2 separate regions of the Mus musculus genome follow, and region 2 is linked to region 1. A link is a contact called in public HiChIP or PLAC-seq data. All regions are on one chromosome and are shown on one strand. The core of a region is the stretch at or near the end of the contact, and the rest is flanking DNA. Distances in the headings are between cores, read along the strand shown.

What was found. HiChIP or PLAC-seq counts read pairs in DNA pulled down with a chosen protein or histone mark.
Region 2: an H3K27ac HiChIP or PLAC-seq map of microglia shows a contact between it and region 1, with 7 times the contacts expected there. The contact joins the promoter of Dpf1 here to the promoter of Catsperg1 in region 1. A contact is called at or near these places in 12 of 39 promoter capture datasets (the 3T3-L1 cell line, 3T3-L1-derived adipocytes, the HPC-7 cell line and 6 more), 5 of 484 Hi-C or Micro-C datasets (the N1E-115 cell line, embryonic stem cells and nephron progenitors), 6 of 115 datasets of contacts at active chromatin or transcription factors (embryonic stem cells, epiblast stem cells, forebrain and 2 more) and 4 of 9 other capture datasets (adipose tissue, embryonic tail, liver and 1 more).

Annotation. Positions count from the first base shown.
Region 1 is chr7:29,209,443-29,212,293 of GRCm38.p6, forward strand. Catsperg1 (cation channel sperm associated auxiliary subunit gamma 1) reads right to left here and starts at 1,483. Exons shown (of 28, transcript NM_001368407.1): 1 at 1,200-1,483; 2 at 1,038-1,091. The coding sequence starts at 1,472.
Region 2 is chr7:29,306,317-29,309,359 of GRCm38.p6, forward strand. Dpf1 (D4, zinc and double PHD fingers family 1) reads left to right here and starts at 1,685. Exons shown (of 12, transcript NM_001368371.1): 1 at 1,685-1,782. The coding sequence starts at 1,754.

The DNA of each region.
Region 1 (2,851 bases), core at 233-2,732:
TTGTAACTCCAATCCCAGGAATTCATCACCCTCTTCCGACCTCCACAGGCAACTGCATGCACATGCATAGACCTATTAAAAATAAGATGAATGCTTTTTTTTTAAAAGAGAGAATAACTACTATTAGACACAGGGTTCTTTTTTTTTTTTTTTTTTTTTTTTGGTTTTTCCAGACAGGGTTTCTCTGTATAGCCCTGGCTGTCCTGGCACTCACTTTGTAGACCAGGCTGGCCTCGAACTCAGAAATCCGCCTGCCTCTGCCTCCCGAGTGCTGGGATTAAAGGCGTGCGCCACCACGCCCGGCCCAGACACAGGGTTCTTATTGGAGGATAATAGGAACGTTCCGGAGAAAGATAATGAGGTTAGTGTGATTGCTTAAGTGAGGTACTGTTTGAACACCCCAGGCTCCTATGTTTGAATGCTTGGTCCTTAGCTGTGGGTCTGACTGAATAGGATTACATATGGCCTTCATGGAGAAGATGTGTCACCAGGGGTGTTAGGCCTTGAGGTCTGCACCATTCCTAGTTCGCTTTCTCTGCCTCCTGCTTGTGGATGGAAGTACCTGCCATGGTGGTCCCACCGGGTTCCCTACTGTGCTGCTCATGGACTTTTGGTTTATAAGTTGCCTTGGTCACAGTTTTTCTGTCATGGAATGACAGAATGGAGCTGAAACGGTTGCCTGACTCTGTAGATACACTAAAATGTACTGATCTGTATACTTTAGAACGACACCTTTAGGGGCTGAGAACAGGGTGGTAGCAGGTAGCAGTGGTAGCATGTACAAAGCCTTGGATTCTGTCCCTAGGCCCCTAAACAAAATAAGAGCTACATCTCAATTTTAAAATGGGGCCCCGTGGGGGGGGGAGTGCTGTGCTCACTTTTTGTCCCTATTGTGTTCTTGTACCTAGTGGGAGACTGAATCTTTAATGCCTTCAGGGTTGGTGGAGACTACTATTAAACTGTATTGAAAAAACACTGCTGAAAATGGGAAACTGGAGACTTACAGAAATCAGCCTACTCATACTGTAAACTCTTACCTGTCCCGGACAGGAAAAGTTGATTTGCAAGTAGTAAGGAAAGCTCAAATAGTTCTGTAAAGAAAGGTGGAGGAAATACCTAGTCACTTGGTGTACTGACTCGAGATCTCTCTATTTACTGACCCCAAATCTCTTTGATACTCTTGATCTCACTTCCCTCACCTCTGACGGATCGATTGGCGAGTCTGTCAACTTTTGGAACACCTTGGCCACTGTATCGATGGGCTCATGATCTTGAAATCGATCCTTGGAGAGATGCAAGCCTACCTTCTCGAACTTGTTCAGGACAAGAAGCCAGGTGCAATGCTGTAAGGTATCTTCCGCCCACGACTTCAACGACAGCAATAGCACTAGCCGCAGTACCCAGAATGCCCAAAGGTTTGGTTTTCTCGGCCACACAGGGCTGACCGGGGACATGGCTGGCCGGGACACCATGTAGCTAGAACCTGGAGAACGTGGGGATTAACACCCACTTGCAAGTTGGCTAGCTGAGGCTGATCTCTAGGAAACCGCTCAGTTCCTGCCCCTTTTCCCACTCTTCTTCCTAGCTCCACCTTTGATCAGGCTTTGGGGCCCCTTACTCTCTGCCCGGGCCCTGCTCTTAGGCCTTGCCACGCCCTTACTCCCAGCTCCTCCCCTACTAATACTCCTCGCCCCGCCCCTGCTCCTACTCTCGGCCCCTCCCCTACTAATACTCCTCGCCCCGCCCCTGCTCCTACTCTCGGCCCCTCCCCTACTAACACTCCTTGCCCCGCCCCTGCTCTTTCTCCCGGCCCCTCCCCTACTAATACTCCTCGCCCCTCCCCTACTAATACTCCTCGCCCCTCCCCTACTAATACTCCTCGCCCCGCCCCTGCTCTTACTACTGTCCCTACCCCTGCGGCTCTTTTCACCCTGCTTCCTAGTTACTCTCTCTCTCTTTGCCCTGGCTTTGCTCTTTTCTGTTCCCGTTCTTGGAACTCCTAACCTACTCTTCGCCAAGTCCCTCTTTTTTTTTCTTGCCTTGCCAGAGCACTTCCTGTTTTCCTTACCACTGTGCCCCTCAGGGGACTTGGCTCCGCCCTCAAAAGGTTCCCCGCCCACACACTGCTCTTCGCCACGCCCCTTTCTTTTCGCTCCTGCCCTGCTCAGGAACCGGCTTAGAGTCTTCTTGTCCTTTCGTGAATCCTCGCCCACACCTCCGAACTCGCTAGGCTCTTTGCCTTGGCTCAAGGTCTGAGTCGTTCTGGAAATCAGATCCTGGCTCTGCTTTCTCTTCTGGCCACGCCCCTGGTCCTGGCTCCGGTCTGGAGTGTCGCGGTAGAGCGGATCTTCACTCTGCCTTCTCTCTTGGCCACGACCCTGGTCCTGGTTCAGGCTCCAAGTGTTGCAGTAGTTCAAATGCTCACTCTGTCTTCTCTCTTGGCCACGCCCCCGGTCCTGGTTCAGGCCCTGAGTGTTGCAGTAGTTCAAATCCTCACTCTGTCTCCTCTCTTGGCCACGCCCCTGGTCCTGGCTCAGACCCCGAGTGTCGCGGTGGTTCGGATCCTCGCTTCGTCTCCTCTCTTGACCACGCCCCTGGCCCTGACTCAGGTCCCGAGTGTTGCAGTAGTTCAAATCCTCGGTCTGTTTCTTCTCTTGGCCATGTCCCTGGTCCTGGTTCAGGCCCCACGTGTTGCAGTAGTTCGAATCCTTGCTCAGTCTCCTCTCTTGGCTACGCCCCTGGTCCTGATTCAGGCACCGAGTGTTGCAGTAGTTCAAATCCTCGCTCAGTCTCCTCTCTTGGCCACGCCCCTGGTACTGGTTCAGGCCCCAAGTGTTGCAGTAGTTCCAAT
Region 2 (3,043 bases), core at 435-2,934, 97 kb after region 1:
CTGAGGACTGGGAGGGCCAAGTTCTGAGGAGAGCATTCTAGGAAGGGTCTGTGACAGTGATGGGAAAGGAAAGAGAGCCGGGGCCTTTCCTGGTAGTAGCCTGGGCTTCAGAGGTGACAGGATCTGAGTGTAAGGGCTGAGGTAGAGCTGCGAAATCAAGTTGGTGTGCTGGGAATCTGGAGGGTGGCAGAGGATTGTGACAAGGACCCTCTGAGCTCAATACTGGGTCTGGAGACTGGACGTATCATGGCATGGTCTGGAGATGATACTATGTGAGGGGTACCCACACCCCTTATTTATTCCTGGGCAGGACGTAAATCAGACACCCTGCAGTGCCGGGGGACGCCTGAGATGGGTGGGTGGGTGGGTGGATGGGGACATTTGTGGAAGGGAGCTATAGCAGTCTAGAGGTGTATTGTGTGTGTGAAGTGCGGGAAACCTTGAGACTTATGATGGGTGGACCGCCCCCTGCTGGACAAGAATTTTTTTTGTATTAACACTTGATATGCTAATTTATGCTGCCACTCTAATCAGAATGCTAAGTTATTCCCCAGAGGTGGGGCTGAGTGTGAGTCGTGTGTGTGTGTGTGTGTGTGTGTGTGTGTGTGTGTGATATTCAGTAGGTCAGCTCATTCTCTGGGGATCTCTTAGGGTAGAGTGTGGGAGAGAAAAGGAGGCAAGGAGGATCCTGTAGGGACGTGTGCAGGCACACGAATTCTATATCCAGACAGCAGCCAGGGGCTGAGAACAGGTAAGGTTTCCTCCCAGGATCTCAAAGCCCTTCTCTAGAAAATGAGGATAGTCCGGTTTAACCTGGAGAGAGCTGTGTTAAGCACATAGTGAGTGTTAAGTATTCACTCAACAAATATTTGTTGAACACCTGCTAAGGCAGGCTATTTATTCTTCCTAATAACAGTGCAACCACTTTATGCCTTGGTACATATCAGATCCTCTTTGTAGATATCTTCTCGGTGGAATAAATGAATTTATAGGTATCTGCCAGGTACTAATTCCAGCACTTGCCTGGTATGGCGTCACACACTAATTTCAGCACTTGGAGAGACAGGAAAAATGGCCAGTTTGGGCTGAACAGCAAGATGCTGTCCCTAAAACAGTCACTTACCCTGTTGCTATTGTAATCTTCAGTCCGTTGAGACAGGCCCAGAACGCTTAGCTTAAGTCATGCGCACCAAGTCCCACAAGCGAGGATTTGAGGCCAGGAAGAAGGAAGGCAGTTCTGTAGTCCTTCGTAGGAGTGGACTGGGGTGGCCGCGAGAGTCATCTCTCAGTCACGATGGGTTCTCTACAGCTTGGAGTGCTAGGTGGCGTTTGGCGTGCTGGTGACACAGCTGGGTGGGCACCTGCGAGGTCCCCGCGCGCCTGTGGCCGGTTGTGCGTGAAGGTGGGGTGAATGGAAGTCTGCGAGTGTAGTGTGACTATGTGTAAGCTGCCATGTGCGCGTGTGTGCGTGCATGCGTCTGTGCACGTGGGGCTGGAAGTGCGTGTGAGTGAGCGTGTGTGAACGACTGCGAGATCCTCCATCCCTCCCCCACCCCACCCCCTGGGTCGGAGGACCCGCTAGGGACTACCACTCCCGGCATGGCCTGGGCGGCCCGCCCTGCCATCCTGATTGGCTGAGATCCTCGTGCTCCCGCCCCCTGGGAATGAATGGATGGGCGGCCTCAGCGCCCGCCCGACCGCTGGGAGGACCGACCCGGCAGGGACCTGCTGGGGGCAGGACCCGGGGAGCAAGATGGCCACGGTCATCCCCAGCCCCCTGAGGTGGTGCGGGTGGGCGCGAGGCGGGGGAGTCGGCGCGGGCGGGTCTGTGCGGCCGCGCGCGCGCGTGTGTATGTGTGTGGCCGCTGGGGGTGGGGCTGGTGGGGTGTCAGGGGGCTGTCACCGCGTGCGGGGGTGCGAGTGTATGTGACTGAGGGTGTTTAGCAAGAATGATGTCCGACGCGTTGCTCCAGGACTGGGAGAGGGCGTGGGGGAGGGGTCTCCAAGGATTTTTAGGGGAAAGGGGTCATGTCCCCTCCCAGGGATGCCAGGGTTTGAGAGAGGGTACATGGTCTAGGGAAGCTGGGGCCTGGGTACACTCGAATCCACGCTACCTTTGTCTTGGGGTGTGGAGTGTGTTGAGCGACTTATACATTGCTTTTTGCTTTGTAGCTGAATGTGTGGGTATGTATAGGGTTTCTTTTATTCTGCACTACCTATCTGAGTATTTGGGTCTCGAAGTGTGTGCACATGTCTGGCGAATCTGCACCATTTATGTTCTGTGTCTTTGGATATGGACGTGTGAGGATAGGTCTAAATTTTTGTGTGAACATGAGCAGACCTGACTGCCCCTCTGTTTCCAAGGCGTGTACCTGTGTATTTGGGGATGCATTTTAAATTTGGGGTTTCTGTGTATGTGTACCCTTGAAAATCTCAGTGATGTCTTTGTATTGTGTGTTTGGCTGGAGTGTCTTTGGATGGATATGTAAGCGCATATGTAAATGTTTATAGGGTCCCTATCTTTTGACATTGTGTGACTGTTGGGATGAGTGTTGTGTGGTGTGTTTCCATGTTGTGGGTCTTTGTGGATAAGCTGTCTCTGGAACCATCTGGGTCTCTGGATACATGACATTCATAGGTAGTTCTATGGCTTTTTTTGATTTGGATTATTTGTGTTCTGCAAGAGATGTGTGTCTGTGTGACAGAGAGAATTTGTTTGCTACTCCTTTGTGAAGATTGGGATACGTTTCTCTTTGTGTGTGAATCCCGTGTGGCCATGTGCGATTTGTTTGTATTGGGTGTTTGGCTACGTTCATGTGTGGATGGGTCCCGGTATGTTTTGGTTTGTTTTTATATTGTCTGTGAACACTTCTTAACCCGAGACATAATCAAGTTTTAGGTAGCTGCTTCCCTGCCAGCACCCTGCCCCGCCCCCGGATCCAGAGGGGTGGGAGAAGATGGGGGAGGTGAAGGTGGACCTGGCCGGCTTGCCCTTTGCGGAGCAGTGGGAACGGGCAGCCGCGGGAGGGTGCTGGGCCTCCCT